Regions from separate parts of the Sus scrofa genome. Here region 1 is linked to region 2. Evidence: chromatin contacts called from public Hi-C data. All regions are on one chromosome and are shown on one strand. The core of a region is the stretch at or near the end of the contact, and the rest is flanking DNA. Distances in the headings are between cores, read along the strand shown. Region 1 overlaps LOC110255752 (a long non-coding RNA gene). Region 2 overlaps NEK5 (serine/threonine-protein kinase Nek5).

What was found. A called contact is a pair of places that touch in the nucleus more often than the background predicts.
Region 1: a contact with region 2 is called in a Hi-C map of heart right ventricle, with 3 times the contacts expected there. The contact joins two enhancer-like sites. A contact is called at or near these places in 2 of 47 Hi-C or Micro-C datasets (embryonic fibroblasts and heart right ventricle).

What each region holds. Positions count from the first base shown.
Region 1 is chr11:16,568,357-16,571,947 of Sscrofa11.1, forward strand. LOC110255752 (a long non-coding RNA gene) reads left to right here. Exons shown (of 4, transcript XR_002336540.1): 4 at 2,822-3,591. Among named protein-coding and RNA genes, the nearest start is that of SERPINE3, 70 kb to the left of the region's middle. Within about 2 kb of position 2,060, at least 11 of the 83 cell types and tissues checked have an H3K27ac peak or open chromatin away from gene starts, as enhancers often do.
Region 2 is chr11:15,807,618-15,810,894 of Sscrofa11.1, forward strand. All of the region lies in intron 3 of NEK5 (serine/threonine-protein kinase Nek5), which reads left to right. Among named protein-coding and RNA genes, the nearest start is that of NEK5, 10 kb to the left of the region's middle. Within about 2 kb of position 1,659, at least 3 of the 83 cell types and tissues checked have an H3K27ac peak or open chromatin away from gene starts, as enhancers often do.

The sequences.
Region 1 (3,591 bases), core at 810-3,309, 760 kb after region 2:
ACTCACTCAACAGATTAAGGATCTGGTATTGCTGTGGCTCTGGCGTAGGCCGGCGGCTACAGCTCCCATTCACTCCTAGCCCGGGAACCTCCATATGCCGCAGGAGCGGCCCAAAGAAATGGCAAAAAGACAAAAAAGGGGGTCAAATGAGAGTTACAGCTGCCGGCCTATACCACAGCCACAGCAATGCCGGGTCCTTAACCCATTGAGTGAGGCCAGGGATTGAACCCACATCCTCATGGGTTCATTCCTGCTGAGCCACAATAGGGACTCCCATGATACTTTTTATCGTTTTAATTACTAGGTACTTTAAAGGTACTTGGCACTCTATGAAAAGCGGTCGCTGGAGGGCTGGGAGTAGGGTTAGTTCCCTGAGGATGAGATGACGTTTCTCCCCTTCAGTCCCAGGTCCCCTTGGCTGACATGCAGTTGTTCTATGAGGTTTGCTTATCAACTCATTTGACCCAGGGATCAAACGATGCAGTACTTGGTGCATCCTGGATTTTAAACTTTATTATTATTGTTAGTGAGCATTATATCAAATTTACCAGCATGTGAGTGGAAATGAAGATGTTATGTAGTTTTTATATGTTGCACTGTTTCTTTAAACCATCGTGGGACTCAGTAAATACTTGTTGAATAAATAAATCCACTCAGATCAGTGAAACAAGTGGAGGGAACTGAATTCCTGTCAGTTTTCAGGAATCTCAGTGGAGGGTAGGCTGAGGGAATTTATGACTTCTCTGGAAGGGCTTTGAAGTGCCAGAAGCCTTTTTAACCAGTGGGGAGTGAGGTTAGAGAATTGGATTGGCTTTGGACCTGCAGACTGTAGCCAGGGATGCAGGGGGCCTCTAGGAGCTGTGGGCTAGGACTGTGGGTGGGAGCCTGAGTCTCCCAGGAGGGTGCCTGCCTCACCACTTGTCCTCTGCTTGCCAAACTCTGCAGATCTGGTCTCAACGGACTGGAGGAAGCCAGCTTGCATGCTTTCTGCCCAGGGCCAAATTTCCCTCTTCCCACTACAGCTGGAGATGTTCAGGGAGCTTTTACAAAGCACGTGGCCGTGTCTTCTCCTCCGGGTCTTAGAAATGCCATCCTTCAATCAGGAAAGCTACCGACTTGGACCAAATTGGTCACCTACCCTACAGAGAAAATCCCTTATGAAAACCCCCTTCTGAGAAAGCAATTTTAGACATCTGTGCTAAGAAAAACCTGGTTTCTGTTGAGAAGGGGCATTGAGGCAAGCTAAATTACAATGAAATAAGACAGTGTCACTGACAAGGAGATCCTGCTGAATAGCATTGAGAACTTTGTCTAGATACTCATGTTGCAACAGAAGAAAGGGTGGGGGAAAAATGTAATTGTAATGTATACATGTACAGATAATCTGACCCCCTTGCTGTACAGTGGGAAAATTAAAAAAAAAAAAAAGTCAACTGCGGGAGGGAAAAAAAAAAAAGACAGTGTCACTGGATTCTCTCATCATCAATGAGAACCACTAAGCTGGTCACATTTCCCTTTTTGCTTTGGCTTCTAGGAAATTCATCTGCAGCAATTTTCCTTCATGGTTGGCGTTTTTTCTAGGCTCTTTTTTCTTTAGCCTGGATTTTCTCTTTCTGTTTGCATCGTCTCATGTCATCGTTATTTCAGTTGCCTCAGCACGTTGTGGCAATAAAATAATCAAATACAGAATAATTAGTGGAGGTGCAATGCCTCTGCGCGTTGATCAGGGCGGAGTCTTCTGCAGGGAAGAGAGCTGTTGCTGGCCCTCCCGCATGGCGGCCACTAGGTGGCACCAAAGCTTTCCCACGGCCACCCTCCGCCAGGCAGTTTGGCCTGAAAGTGTTTGTGTAACTGACCATCTCTTGGACTGCTTGATACATGTTTAGGTTGCTCCTGTCCAAAATGCTCTGGCTTTTGTTCTAGGGACTGGGCAAAGCCGACCCTAAGGGAGCCTGGCTGGTTTCTTTCAGATGCTCAACTTGTAAGATCCATGTTTCAAATAAGGCAGGGCAGCTCCCAACCAGAAGGGACCAGCTCTGGGCTGTTCATCTTCCTTGGAAGCAGCTCCGTTTTCTCCACCATCCGAGGCAGTGGCAGGAGGAGACTTACCCACAAATGGAGAGTTGAGGGTGTGAGTCGAGGGAGGGGGTGGGGGAGTACTTTTCAGCTTCCCCAAGCTTTTCAGACTTCTTTTTGGAATGAACATACTGCTCCTGGTTTGAGGCACAGAACTGGACAACAGTGAGCACACCCCTAAAATAGAAACTGTTAAGAACTGGTCGTGCTGACATTACCATTAACGTTTGCCTCTGTTATTCACTCGGGGAAATTAGGTCCTTTAAAGCTCTTCTGTATCTCGGCCTCTATGCCCAAGACGAGAAAAAGAGCCTTCAGGAGTTCCCGTCGTGGTGTAGTGGTTATCGAATCTGACTAGGAACCATGAGGTGGTGGGTTCCATCCCTGGCCTTGCTCAGTGGGTTAAAGATCTAGCGTCGCCGTGAGCTGTGGTGTAGGTCACAGACGAGGCTCGGATCCCACGTTGCTGTGGCTCTGGCGTAGGCCGGTGGCTACAGCTCCGATTCGACCCCTAGCCTGGGAACCTCCATATGCCCCAGGAGCTGCCCAAGAAATGGCAAAAAGACCAAAAAAAAAAAAAAAGAGCCTTCAGTAGAAGCTGGAAGAATGTAGTTATATAAAAATCTTTAAATTCATGTCCTCCCTGAACCCAGTTGTGACAGTAGTCATGACAAAAGCTGTTTCCTTTGAGAATCCATTTTTACTCATGGTGATTTCTTGTGTTGTTTTCTCATGCCTCTAATAGGATCTGATCAGTTGTATTTTCAGAGAATGAAAGAGAAGCTGAATCCTACAATCATGAGGGGGCATTTCCGTCCAGACCCGGAACGTGGCGTGCTGTGGCCCTGGGCGCAGAGGAGGAGGTGACCTGTTCAGCTCTTCCTGCTGCTCTCCTGGAATTCAGACTTGGAATCACTGCCAAGAACTGGTCATCGTTGTGTTCTGAAGACATAGGAGGGAGAAGCTCTCAACAGTTTTCTTTGTTCTGAAAAATCTCTTCTAGGAGTTCCTGCTGTGGCCCAGTGGGTTGAGAACCTAACTGGAGTGGCATGCGGAGGCACAGGTTCAACCCCAGGCCCAGTGCAGTGGGTTAAGGATCCAGTGCTGTCATAGCTGCAGCTCAGATTCAGTCCCTGGCCTGGGAACTTCCATAAGCCGTGGATGCGGCCACAAAGCAAAGAATCTTTCCTAGGAATGCTGAGTCTACTTGGGTACCTCCTACCTGATGGATTGGAGAATTCCTTCATCTACAGAAGGCCCGGTAGGCGGGTAGGGAGTACTTGCATTTCTCTTGGGCTTACATGGGGCTAAAGAGATCAGCCATGGACTCCACAGTCTGCTCTGTACAAGTGAACATGTGGCCGCACCCGGAGAGCACTAGACGGTGGCAGACCGATAGTCTTCCAGGTGACAGCTCCCCGTCTAAGGGTCTCAGGGTTCCAGCAGCACCCAGGGCTCCATCAGCCCTTCCACCATCACAAAAGCCTCCTCAGTGGCTCGCCACCCTCCCCCACA
Region 2 (3,277 bases), core at 409-2,908:
CAAAGGCTGCAACAGGGCTGTATACACCCACAGTCGACCATGCAGGGTCCCCATCCAGCACCCAGCACCAGCACTGGGGGTGCTTGGATTCATGGGTCGTAAGCAGTTCTTGGAGCAGGAATGTTACCTACATATCTTCAAGCACTATCGGGCGTGTGAAAATCAGTACATAAAATTTAAAGGCTACTTTTTGAGCTTTTACACTATGTGGGGCACTGTGTCTTTTTCACAAATTAAAGCCATTGCATGGAGTTCCCTGGTGGCCTAGTGGTTAAGGATAGGTGTTATTCCTGCTGTGGTTTGGGTTCAATTCCTGGCCTGGGAATTTCTGAATGCTGCAGGTGCAGCCAGAAACCAAAAACCAAAACCATTGTCTTCAAAGTAGCTCTCCGTGTTTCTTACAAATTGAAACTCGGTACAGGCTTTTTTTTTTTGTCTTTTTTGGGCCACACCTGTGGCATATGGAAGTTCCTAAGCTAGGGGTGGAATTGGAGTTGGATCTGCAACCTACACCACAGCCACAGCAATGCCAGATCTGAGCCACATCTGCGACCTACACCAACGCCAGACCCTTAACCCACTGAGTAAGGCCAAGGATTGAAAGTGCATCCTTATGGATACTAGTTGGGTTCTTAACTTGCTGAGTCACAACGGGAACTCCTGAAACTGGGTACAGTCTTTAAAAAAGCTCTCACTCTTTTTTTCTTTTTTTGTCTTTTTCAAGGCCACACCCCCAGCACATGGAGGTTCCTAGGCTAGGGGTCTAATCAGAGCTGTATCCGCCTGCCTACACCACAGCCACAGCAACTCGAGATCCGAGCCACACCTGTGACCTACACCACAGCTCACAGCAACGCCGGATCCTTAACCCACTGAGCGAGGCCAGAGACTAAACCTGCAACCTCATGGTTCCTAGTCGGATTCGTTAACTGAGCCACGAAGGGAACTCCTAAAAGAGCTCTCAGGACACTCACTCCCAGCTCTTCCTGGGAGTTGAGAGCCCACGTGAGCAGGGAACTGAGTTCTGTGGAGCAACTTTTAAGGGGCAGCCTCTGAATGCAATGCCCTCCGTTGCTGCTCGTGGATTCCTAACGAGGACACCGCAAGACCATCTTCCACATTCTGTGGGTTATTCTGTGCTCACCTCCGTCTGGTAAGTCCTGCTCATGGTCAGGCCTCTTCCGAACTCACAGTGCAAGTTACAGACCCCTTTACTGGACGCGCCAGCACTTCTGTGTGTGTGTGTCTATGCAAGTAATATTTGTCTCTCTTTAAGATAATAAAGCTATAACGAATTCCTTTGCTCGCCGCCTGCTCCTCAGCACCGAGCACCGAGCGGGTGCTCACACATGGTTGGGGACTGAATGCCTGGGCTGCTGGCCCATTGAGTAGAACGGAGGATGCAAAATGGACCGTTGAGGACTGTTTATACTGAATACCATTATAAAATGAGAGCTTTTTATTTTTAAAACAGTGTAAAGAACCTCCACTGAGCTTGTTTATGGTGTAAGCTTAAACTTTCTTATGATGGCCTTTAAAAATTTTTTTAAGTAGGGCACCCCTGTGTTTTGGAAAACTAGAGCTATTGTGATGCCTTTGAGTGCTCCTGGCAGATTGTTGAGACTTGAAACACGGAGCTTAGCTGAAAGCCGCAGGGGTCCTTGCCACACCTGCCTGTAAAGGGGGTGGTGAAGCCTTTGTTTATCCTCACACGGCTCATTTCTGAACAGAAGAATCCCGGCTCTAGGTCATGAAATGTTTATCTGTAGAAAGTAGAAACCCACCTGCCATCTCCCTGTTCCTCTAAGATGGGAAGCCTGGACTTGGCTTGGCTGGCTTCTGTGCGCAGGCTCTCACATGGTTGAAATCAAGGTATCCGCTGGGCCTGCTGCCTTATCTGAGGCCCTGCGTCCCCTTCCAGGCTTATGCATGTTGTTGGCACATCTCACTTACGGTGATTGTAGGGCTCAGGGGCCTGCTTTCTTGCTGGCGGGTGACCAAGGGTGGTCCTCTGGGTCTGGAAGCCAGCCTCCCCTCCCTGCCACGGGGCCCCCACCCTAGGCCCCTCCAGTGTGGACTTGCTCACTTCTGTTTCTGAGCTGAGACCTAGATTTAAGTGGCTCTTGTGATTAGGTCAAGGCCATTTGTATAATTTCTTTTTCTAGTAACTCAAAGTCAGCTGTTTAGTCACTTTAATTATACCAGCACATCCCCGCTGCTATGTATCCTAACTAACCATGTTCCCCATGGACAGGGAACGCTTTCGCTCAAGGGGAGTATACAGGGGGTGCACCAGAGCCAGCTGAGAATTCAGCCTGCTGTGCAACTGTGGAGTTTATATTCCGGGGTTGGGGGGGGCGGGCAAGCATGGGAAGAGACAGACAATAAATGGAAACTTTATTCTTAAGTATGTGATGTGGCCGGTTAGAAGGTGGTAAGTGTTGCGGGAAAATAAAATAGACTGAGGCAGAATGAAGGGAACAGTGTTGAACAGGCCAGTCAGGACGGGTGGTCTGGCTTTGAAGGTGCCGTTTGAGCCAACATTTAAAGAGTCCTGCTTACATCTGGAGAAGAGCCTTCCAGGCAAGGGGAACAGCCACTGCAAAGGCCTGATGTGTGAAAGGACCAGCCAGGAGGCCGTGGGAAAGGCAGTCAGCTACGGGCCGTGAGCATCTCTGAACATTCTTGCTGGATATGCCAAGAATGCAAAACCCTAACCGAGGGCAGGCTCGTGGACGGCTCACCGTCAAAGCAGTCAGGTTTGCAAGCACAATGCCCCTCTCCCGGGATGTAGCTGTGGTGCCTGCAGATGTCCAATAGACTCACCTGTTTTGCCTCCATGGAATTCAGGGTGTTCCCAACCTCAGATTTGACTGCTCATAGCTCATGAATCCCATACAGAGAGATAAGCATTGGGTAAAAGGAAAGATAGCTTTAGTGAGGAAGCCAGCAATCCTGGGGAGAAGGTAGACTCATGTCCCAAAGAACCAACTCCCTATTCCCCAGGGTTTTTTTGGCTACACCCAAGGCATGTGGAAGTTCCTAGGCCAGGGATCGAACCTGAGCTACAGCAGCACCCACGCTGCTGCAGTGACAACACGGGATCCTTTGCCACACGAGAACTCCTCCCCAGATTTTTGCTCAGAGGTTATGTAGAGAAAAGAAGAAGGGGTTCCATGCCGAGGAGAGAGCAGGGTGCCTGGTTAGCTTGTGGACATTCTTCTGATTGGTTAGGGGTGAGGTAACCAAGCATCAACATCATTAACCTTCTGGTTCC